Regions from separate parts of the Mus musculus genome. Here region 1 is linked to region 2. The links are chromatin contacts, called in public targeted proximity ligation maps. All regions are on one chromosome and are shown on one strand. The core of a region is the stretch at or near the end of the contact, and the rest is flanking DNA. Distances in the headings are between cores, read along the strand shown.

The links.
Region 1: a targeted proximity ligation map of the NIH/3T3 cell line shows a contact between it and region 2, with 5 read pairs. A contact is called at or near these places in 1 of 130 datasets of targeted methods (the NIH/3T3 cell line) and 1 of 9 other capture datasets (embryonic stem cells).

Annotation. Positions count from the first base shown.
Region 1 is chr15:58,570,777-58,575,892 of GRCm38.p6, reverse strand. It overlaps Fer1l6 (fer-1-like 6 (C. elegans)), which reads right to left. Exons shown (of 41, transcript NM_001370912.1): 13 at 4,338-4,521; 14 at 2,184-2,304; 15 at 544-644. Among named protein-coding and RNA genes, the nearest start is that of Gm36451, 24 kb to the left of the region's middle.
Region 2 is chr15:58,210,236-58,215,535 of GRCm38.p6, reverse strand. Fbxo32 (F-box protein 32) reads left to right here and starts at 644. Exons shown (of 9, transcript NM_026346.3): 1 at 644-1,040. The coding sequence starts at 925.

The DNA of each region.
Region 1 (5,116 bases), core at 2,468-4,967, 360 kb before region 2:
TATACATGCATACATACACACACATGTATATGTGTATGTGTATATGTATATGTATATATGTATATATGTACACACATGTAGCAGAATATTGGGTATTCCTACTGCCTGTCTACTGGGTTTTACCTTTGATATAATTTAATCTCCACTCACTTTTTAGTAAGTCTATTTTAGCAAATTCTTATTTTTGCTTGTCTTGACTGAGTTAGTTTCAGGATGGTCCAAGTTGCTCCCATGGGGGCAAGCTGCCTCCAAAGGCCCCAGAGAGCCCTACCTTCCATTTATCCTGCTACAGGATCCCCTTGCTGTTAATGTGACTTGGTGTTAATGCTATGAGGATTTTTTCCCCCTTGTTCCATGTGTATCTGAGCAGTGGGTGTGTCCCGTTTTGGCTTCCCCCTCCCCTTGGCTTCTTAGTTGTTTTAAGAGTGTTGCTAACTGATAGAGCACTGTGACGAGCTCATCCGATGCACATGAGCGTAGCTGATTTCTCAAGGTCACTAAAAGCTGAGTTCCTCGGAGCGCATCTCTGATGACGTCACCCACCTGCTTTGCGTGATGAAGTCACGGAGTGCAGTCTTCATCTTCTCTTCTGGCGCCTCCTGGGAAACCTTGACCAGTTCCCTCACTTCTTCTATGCCTTCTTCCTGAAGACAAACCACAGAGCCATGGGACTTGTATAGACACCATTGATTGTCACATCCCAGAAACAACAGCTGGCTATCTTAGTCTCTGTGGTTTTGGAGACCGGAAGTGCCCCTTTACCTTGGTGAACTTGGCCTGGAAACACAGCTGCGGCGTTCCCACTTTGATCCCTCCTTTCCGTAGGACCAGATGCGCATCCTCACCCACATTACTCGCAGTCATTGTGCCCCAGATCCGTTCCTATCTACCTAAGCATCATTTTTTGTCACTCACCTTGAGGAAAACCTAATATTGTGAGAAATATTTCATAATCTTAAATTTTATATGTAATTATTAAGTAACTTCAAAATCAATATTTAAGTCAATTTTATAGAGTAATAGAATCCTACTGACACTAAATACATACTTGCTCTTCTGAGTATGTCAGGTTTGGGGACAGGGAATGGGGCAGGTTGACTGCAGCAGTGACTATTGATATACATAATAATTTTACATTTCTCTTTGGGTCTAAATTCTAGGATTCTACTCAGAGAAAAATGGGGTCTAAGGGGAATTGCTCATATTCCCACTGCTCTGCTAGAATTTACAAAAGCTGCATTTCCTATCACCTGCCAAAATCCAGTGCCTGCTGACTCAATCTCCAGTATCTGAGGAACAGGCATCACAATGGAGTAAGGATTCAGGCTCTGGCTTGGGCTACCTGGGTTCTAATCTCCGGTGCCACTTACTAGTGAACTAATCTCATTATGCAGTCTCCTCATTTATAAAACTGGAAACTAATGGGAACTGTCTACACTGCCATCATAAGGGAATAAATAAACTTAGTCATGGAGGCCACGAAGGCCTATTGACACTGACCACTCTTCTAATTCCTTGCTCTCTTAGTGATGAACTAAAACTACTCTGTCTGAAGAAGAAACAAGACTAGACTTACAAAGCCCAGGGCCTCCACATTTTGTGAGCCGGCTACGCCTCTCAAGTTATCTTCAGAGTCTAGTTACGCAATTCCTAGAATCCCACAGCAGGAGGCATTGTTTTGCTTTACAGAAGCCAAGTTATGGAACAAAAATGAGGGAGGTAGAATTCTGTCCTTAGTGTAGGCTCTAGAGGAATAGGAAGTTAAGACAAGAGTCATCTGGTGGGACCTGTGGACTGCCAGTAAAGGACTAGGGGATGTCCATCCCAGTGAGGCATATGGGATGGGGAGGAAATCTGAGAGTAGGAGAGAGGACTAGTTAAAGCCAGATGTCAACTCTGAGATGCCTTCATGCTCCTGCCTTTGGGAGATGTTGGATCAGCCTCGTGTTAGGTATTGTAAGACTAAACGGCAGATTTGGTTAGTTTGGATTCTGATTTGGGTAGTTTGATTTGAATTCCAGGGGTTTTACAAAACATTCTCATTCCTCTGGGTCCACATGGTAGAAGCTTTGAAATGCAGTAGTCCCCAATTCAGTGTTACTTAACCTGAGGTCAAGACCCTGGTTGAATAAAAAGGCATATCTTTGTCCCCAGTTTCCCATTCTATCTATGAAGCCACCTACCAAGAGGTCAGCCATTTTTTCCAGCATGTTGGACCAGTGCAGTCTGAATGTCTGGTCTCCCCAGGAACTGATGAAGGAGACACAGGGCTTCTTGGCACCAAAGGGCAAATAGTTGTAATTTCTGTAAAAGGTACATTGGGTGCAGAAGTCAGTAGATAAGGAGTGGTTTTCAAGGAATTCCGATTTGTTCACGTTTCATGTGTTCTGTAGGGCTGCAGAAGAGAGGGTATGATAAAACTACTAATCCCATCCTTAGTCTATAATTGGAGACCTGTGAACAGTGAACGCCGGTTATGTGGTTACCATGGAAATGATTAAGAGTTACCAATAAATCAAGATGGCGACACACATCTGATTCTAGCACTTGAAATGAGAGGCAGGAGGAGAATTCAAAGCCATCCTCAGCAACAAAGTAAATTCAAGGACAGCCTGGGCTGCATTTGAAACTCTCAAAATAAAACCAACCAAACAAACAAAAGGAGTTCCCCCCAGACATAGGACAAAGTTTTAAAATTACCATTAGTGTGTAGAGTATGTTGGAAAAAAACCTTCCTCAATGAAGACTTAAGTTGATAAAGAAAAAAGAGCAAGATTCCTTTTTAAATATGTGCATTCTGAGCACATTGTATTGACCTGCTGGTATAACAGATGAGAGTAAAATTTTTTGGAGAAAAGTAAATTATATGACCAATGGGGATAAAGGCATATATACCAATCTAAATCAGTACTTGGTAGCTTGATACCATTCTTTTATCCGTTTGTCCACTCATCCATTCAATACTTATTCTTACCAGGCACTGGTGCCTTGTTTGGCTAGGAAGGACTAAGAGGTATAGCCAAGCAGCAAAGATGTGGAGCCCCCAGGAATGTGGTGGTGGTGTGTGTGTGTGTGCATGTGTGTATATGTGTGTGTATATGTATGTGCTATGGGTCTGTGTGTGCATGTCTGTATATGCTATGGGTCTGTGTGTGCATGTGTGTATATGTATATGCTATGGGTCTGTGTGTGCATGTGGGTATCTGTGTGTGTGTATGTGCATGTGTATATGTGTCTGTGCATGTGTGTGTATGTGTATTTGAACACATGGTCACCAGATACCTGCACTGTTTAGGAAGGTTGGAGACCTTTTGGGAGGCAGAACCTCACTGAAGGAAGTGGTCACTGGATTTATTGCTTGACTCCCTTCCTGTCCTCTCTCTCTCCTACCTGACAGTAAACATGATGCGACCAGCTTCCAATCCTGCTTCATCATGGTGGACTGTATCTCCACGAAATATAAGGGGAAATAAACCTTGTGCCTCTAGTTGCTTTTATCAGGTATTTTTCTCTTAGTAACAAGACATACAAGGCCAGAATTAAGGACACAAAAAATACCTAAGATTTATACTGGCCAGAACTTGTCACTTACTGGCTTTGGACAGGAAGGAAAAGTAGACCTGGGGCTGGAGAGATAGCTCAGCAGTTATGAGGGTGTACCACTATACAGAGAACCAGAGCTCTATTCCAAGCATCCCTGTGGGGTGACTCACAGCCATCACTCCTGCTACAGGGGATCTGACACACTATCCTGGATTCAGCAGGCACACTCACGCATGAACATAGCTCCCCCACCCCCACTCCCACCCCCACATATGCATATAACTTAAAATAAAAGAAATCTTTAAAATATGGAAGAAAACAACTGACAATCTCCAACAGTGGGTTGGAAGACTGGGAGTGGAGGGATCTGTCTAGAGGTGGCAAGCTGGGAAACAAATGAGTCTGGTGACAAGCTGCCCAGATGGGGACATCTAATCTGCCCGATCTGGAAAGAGGAGCAGTGGCCAAGGAGACAGACTGGGAAGTCAGTTCCTAGGGAAATGTCTGGACTGCTTTAACCTGACACTTGTGGAAATAGTTTTCTCTCAGGTCTAACAGAGCATCATGGCTGCTCTGCCTTTAGATGAATTCCCTGGGCGTGTCTCTGGGGGGGGGGGGGGCTAAGGACTTACTAGAGTGGTAGTTACAATGCTTTTCCTGTTTGCAGCTGGTTCCAGCACTGAGATGAATTTGTGTTTCTTATCTTACTGAAAGCTGGATGAAACCGTCCCAGGAATTGGCAAAAATTGTCACCCAGCAGAAACTTTGCTCTCACCTGCCCTGTCTCCTCCTACCTGTTCCCGTCTGTCACCAGAGGCTTCTCTGGGTGAGTGGTGGAGGCCATGGAAATGGCACTGTCCTGGGCCACATCTTTTTCTCCTTCGTGCAGCAAAGGAAGGACGTCCTCTTCAGTCAGCTCAGTCGATTTTTTCTTACTTCCATGATGAGACCCTCCATCAATCAGGTTCCCAAAGTTACCTTCAGAGACAAGAGCAATGGGCTGAATGTCAGTGAGTGGGATCAGTCAGCTTAGCATACCCCACATTCTCTCACAGCAAGGAGCTAGGATCAGTCAGCTTGGCATACCCACACCCTCTCACAGCAAGGAGCTAAGATCTCAAGATAAAGACAGAAAGAACAACCCATGGAGAACAAGAAAACTGATTGACAAAGTCAAGAATTCTTATTTTCCTGTTCATAAAACGTACACAAGTTGCAAGTCAACAAAGATGGTTAAGGAAAAAAAATCCTCTGAAGGTTTTAATTTTATTAATTTATTTTTAATTTTATTTATAGCCATTTTTTTTTACCTATTTTAATTTTATCACATTATTTTGTGTGGGTACATATATCTATGAGTAAGTGTGGCAGTCGGAGGACAACATGCAGGTGCTGGGATCTCTCCTTCCACCTGTGCATCCCAAAGACCAAAGTCAGGTGATCGGGCTTAGCAGCAAAATACTTTGGCTTTCTGAGTTATCCCCGCTTTTAACAGCTTAGTGTATACCGCCTACCAAAATTCGCCATGGAGACTTGATAAATTATCATTCTGGATGTGTCATTTGGTAATCAG
Region 2 (5,300 bases), core at 2,661-5,160:
ATGGGGTCCGGACGCTGCGGGGGCCTCTTCTTTCCCCTTCCTTTGCCACTGGGGTAGTCGAGCTTGACAGCAAACGCATCAAATGACAGCTTTAAGGCGGAAGGAGTGGGGGTAGTCCCTCCCCGCCCCTACCGCACTGGGTCCCCTCTTTCACTTAGCACACCCTGGCGCCTGGAGTCGGTACTGGCAGTAAGAGAGGTTCAAAGAATGCACCCCTACCCGTCCCCAGACGTTCTGGCCTCCCCCAAGGCTGATCTGCCTGCAAAGATCGGTCCCGCAGCTTCCAGACCCTCTGGGACTGACAGTTCCCAACTCTCTAGGCTTCCTTGCTACACCCTGCTTGTCCGGGACCCGTAGAGGGGACCTAGTGCCGAGTGCAAGACCAGGATCTTGGTGGCGACAGCTACGCCTGATGGGGGAGTAGGGGAGGTGCAGAGGTGCCAGGGCACCGAGGGTCAGCGGGACATCTGGCCTGGCCATGCGGCTTCAAGTTTCCACGGACGCAAGGTTGTGCAACTGCGAGCAGAGCGAGAGCCGCGGGCGCCTCGGAAAACAAGGCGAGCCTATAAACAAAGCCACGTGGCCTCGGGGCGCGGGGGGGGGGGGGCGGGCTAAGAGCAGGCGGCTCTTCCGGCAACAAAGAGACGGGGCAGCGGCCCGGGATAAATACTGCGCTCGGGCAGCCGCTCAGCATTCCCAGAGTCAGGAGGCGACCTTCCCCAACGCCTGCGCCCCTGTGAGTGCAAGGATCCCCGCGCCCACCCAGGATCCGCAGCCCTCCACACTAGTTGACCCACTCTTGTCCCGGTCGCCGCCTGCGTCGTTCCCCAGCATCTTCCCAACGCGCCGCATACCCTGGGCAAGCCAGGCCGGTTCCTGGCTGTCAATCCGTCCCGTCCGTCGGTCGCGTCCGCGCTCTGTACCATGCCGTTCCTTGGGCAGGACTGGCGGTCCCCGGGCCAGAGCTGGGTGAAGACGGCGGACGGCTGGAAGCGCTTCTTGGATGAGAAAAGCGGCAGCTTCGTGAGCGACCTCAGCAGGTGAGGACATTCGCCGACTTCCAGCCCCACAAAACTGATTTTAGCTGGTCGGGGACGAGGGGGAAGTGCACACCTCAGGGGCAGGTGAAGGAGGGCAAGCAGGTCTGGGCCAGAATAAAGAGGGGGCTTCCGACTGAAGGGACAGGAGTGAGGTGCCGGGATTTCGGTAAAGGTCGCCAGAACCCGAGAGATGGGTAATTTAGTGTCTCCTCCTGATCAAGGACAGTGTCTCCCAGCAGAAAAGATCCCATACAGAACCCAGGATCCCTCAATCTGGCAATAGGGGATTATGTCCCTAAACACTTGAACACAGGCGCACAACTCATGGACTCTTCCTTTAGATCCCGCAATTGCAGTCACTGTTTTAAGTGGGTGCTAGCGACTTGGCTGTTTGCCTTTCACTGTCCTATGACAGGACCCCAAGAGTACAAGAGCGGTAGTAGTCACAAGCCGGATGACGGGCCCTGCCATGAGTGCTTGAAGGCTCTTCCCACGCGCAGTCGACGGCTGAGTGGGCCGAGAAAAAAAAAAAGTGACTGGGAGGGGCAGCCGATGGGCCCCGGGACAGCTTGCGGAGTGGGTCGTTGTGGTAACGCTTAGGGGCTGCGGAGGGAGGCAGGGAAGAAATGCAAGAACAGTGCTCTGCTTCAGGAAGGACCAGACACTTGCACCTGTTTCCTCCGTGGCCCTTTCGGTCTTTATACCGTGAGCACACTCCCATCCTTAGTGGTGCCTGCCCGCTGCAGAAAGACCACCCAGACTTGAAGTTTCACCTGAGCTCCGCTGTCTAGTGAAATCTGAGGTCAGAACAAGTGCCCACTCATAGAGTATCAGGTCAAGAATCAATCCCCAGCCTGGACAGCTGACTCCCTGAGACACCTGAGGAACCGACAGAAGTTTGTTTGGAGGCGCTGGTGCAGTTGAAGTCACCTTTCGGTGCTCTCTCCTCCCACTGTCCTTTGATTAACACACACACACACACACACACACACACACACACAACCTGCATCCCTAAGCTGACTTCAACAGAGACTTTTGTGAGTGTGCCAGGTGACGCTGAGTGAGATTTGCCAATGGTTGCTTGAATAAAGGTTTGGTAATTAATTATCAAGAAACCAGTGGGACCTCCAGGGCCTCCCATTTGTTTGTGATTTGTAATGCTTGAATTCCCTTTGTCTCCTAATGAGGTGAAACAGTTCCCTGAACTTAGGGCCTTCCAGGAGAATCAAATATATTAGCCTTGTGTTAGGTCCTTTTTTTTTTTTTGCAAGTCCCAGGGGAGTTTAGAACACTCTAAAGAACTCTTACTCACAGAAAATCAGATAAATTACCAACCATTGTCACCTGACTGTTTCCCAGCGAATGAAGTTAACGGTTATACCTAATACTTTTTCCTCAACTAAGTGAGAAGGGGGTGCACCAGAAGCGTTCTCCTCCTTGGAACCATCCATCTTCGGAGCCTGAATCTAACATCCCAGCTCTTTGTTTCTGTATAAAAAGCTTAGCTTCTTTCCAGGATGACGCAGCAGGGGTCCAGCCCACTGCATTATCTTGACTTCCCCTAGTAAAATAGGATAACAGCCCGCTGTGTTTCAGCAGGCTGGGAACTAAACTGGAGAGACCCCATCTCATCTGGATGCTCACTCCATCCTTGCTCCATGAGACAGAAATAGGACACCTCACTCTCCCTATTCCAAAATATCTGAAGAAGTTAAATCTGCCTCTGAGGCCCGGTGGTGGCGCACGCCTTTAATCCCAGTACTTGGGAGACAGAGGCAGCTGGATCTCTGAGTCTGAGGCCTAGGACTGGTCTACAGAGTTGAGTTTTGGGACAGCCAGGGCTATACAGAAAACAAAACAAAACCCTGTCCTTTTGTCCCTTCCTGATCCGCTTTCTTTTCTTGTGGGTCACACCTGGGAGCTGAAGCAGTCACTCTCAGTCATCATGGTCTCAGCAGTGATCAATACACTGGCCACCTGTGGTCCTTTGCTGAGTCACAGTTGAGGAATGGTTTGGTCATCTGCCTCTCAGCAGAGCAGCTGACTGTTTGCAGGGTATTTTTTTCCCCCAGCAACCATAAACAATCCCCTCCTTCCACAGCAGAAGAGTCTGCCAACTTCTTAAAAGCAGTGGCCTTCTGAGTCTGGGTTTGTGATCTCGGGTATCTCGCTGTTTTCCGTCTTGGTTTTCCTGTGATGTAAGGTTTGGGCCCAGTGCCTGGCTGCACAGGTGAGCTTGAATGCCCTCTCTTGTTCTAAGAAAACAGAAGGCAGGTCCTTTATAAAAGAGGGTGGGTGAACTGTAAACTGAACTATTGAGGCTTCTCTAATTCCACGGACAATCCTGAAAGTTGCCCAGCAAGAGTAAAGAATAAAGGCATACTCTCTCGGGGTTATTGTTTAAGCCATGGCTTGTCTGCACAGTACACCTGTTAAATAGACTCTGCTGGCCATTGTCTCTGTGGTCGAGGGCCCTGCCCTCCAACAGCCAAATGTTGCAGTCTCCGAATAGCCAAATAACCTCCTGAGATCATAGAAGAATTTAGATAAGCTTAAAGCTGACCCTTTAAAAAGTTGCATCTGAGCCCAGCTGTGATGGTACACACCTTTTATCCCAGAACAGAGGCACAGAGACAGAGAGAGGGGGGTGGATCTGAGTTCAAGGCCAGCCTGGTCCTCAGAGCAAGTTCCAAGACAGCCAGGGCTACACAGAGAAGCCCTATCTCCGAAAGCAAACAAAAAGTTGAGACTGTTGGTTTGTGAGGCACAACTAGGATTTCAAGGAAGGAACACTGTACAAGCTGGGGCCATCCAAGAATGCTTCAAGGAAGTGATGGTTGAGGTGACCAACACTGCCTCCTCCCCAACCACCCCTGCCCCGCCCCAACTCCAAGATGAGTAATCTCAGCTCTCTTCTCCAAGCCTGCACTTCTGCTGTTAAACGCCCGTTCCAGAGTTACATACTGTGTGTTGCTAAGGCTGGCCCAGGAAGGAGGAAGTTGGCCTTGATACCTTGAAGAAAAATAATAGAGATATTTTTACAAGCACTTAACCCTGTGCAGAGCACTATTGTAATAAGCCTCCTGCGCTAGTCTGTTTCCCCAAAGCAATCCAGGAAGTAGCCTTTTCAAGTTTGGCAACCTAGATATGACTTTGAGCATCAAAAATCTCACTGGACATAATCAGGGCTAAATAATAACTGCTTTGGGTCAGGAAATGGTTTTAAGTGTTTTTTCTTAATTACAAATGAAGTAAGAAATAAACCTCTTGTTTCCCATGCCCTCCTCTGTCTGTGCACCAGTTTTCCTACTTATTGTCTTCCTTTGAAAACTTTCCACTTCTTCTACAATTGCCTTATAGTATTTTGTCTGTGTTTGATGATGTGGGTGTTGTGGGTGTTGGGTGGGGGAGGGCTTTTTCCTTATTCTTGGCCTGTAAACATCAAGATTAGTAAGAAGGAGTTACAAAGTAGCAACTCCTCAACTATTCTTTTATTTGGTGGAGGAAACCAGCCTCCTTGAAATGGTTTTGCTTATTTTAAATACTTTTATATATGTGTGTGTGTGTGTGTGTGTGTGTGTGTGTGTGTGCCATGATTTGTAAATTGTGGTTGTTTTTCTTGTGAAATTTTTGAGCTGTAATTTTCCATTGATTTTTGCATTTCCTGGAACGAGACATAACTGGAGTCTCAAAATAGCCACTGAATATATTATTGCTTAAAAGAAAACATAAGTAGACAATACAAGTAAACTTTACAGCCCCGCTCCCCAGCCTCCGGATTTCAAACCCTAATATAAAATGAGACGTATAGGGTTTTCCCTGCGCTTAAAACTTTTCTACACTCGGCATCAATGGTTTAAATCCTTCTTGATTTGGCTTTTGAAATGAGTCATCCCAACTTAAAGCAGTTCTTTCTTGCATCCATGAAGAAAGAAAATGTTCAAATCCCCTTGAGCACTTCCCATGAGAAGGTCACTATCCGTGTCCAAAGCTTCTGCAAACCTGTATATGAATGGCTCAAAATAAGATGGCTCTGTTTTGTGCTTCTCTACATATGGAATGTTTACCATAGTTTAGAGGGTATACAAACTACATCACCATGTAGTTTGTAGGCTGTGTGTCTCTGCATATTTCTTTAAGAAATAAGCCTTCCTGGGTATTTTTGTACACTGGATGTTCTATCTTTGTTTTATGAAGCTTTGGGACACCAGGGGCTACTCAATCGACTTTCCATCTTTTCCTCTTCCTCGACTTTGATTA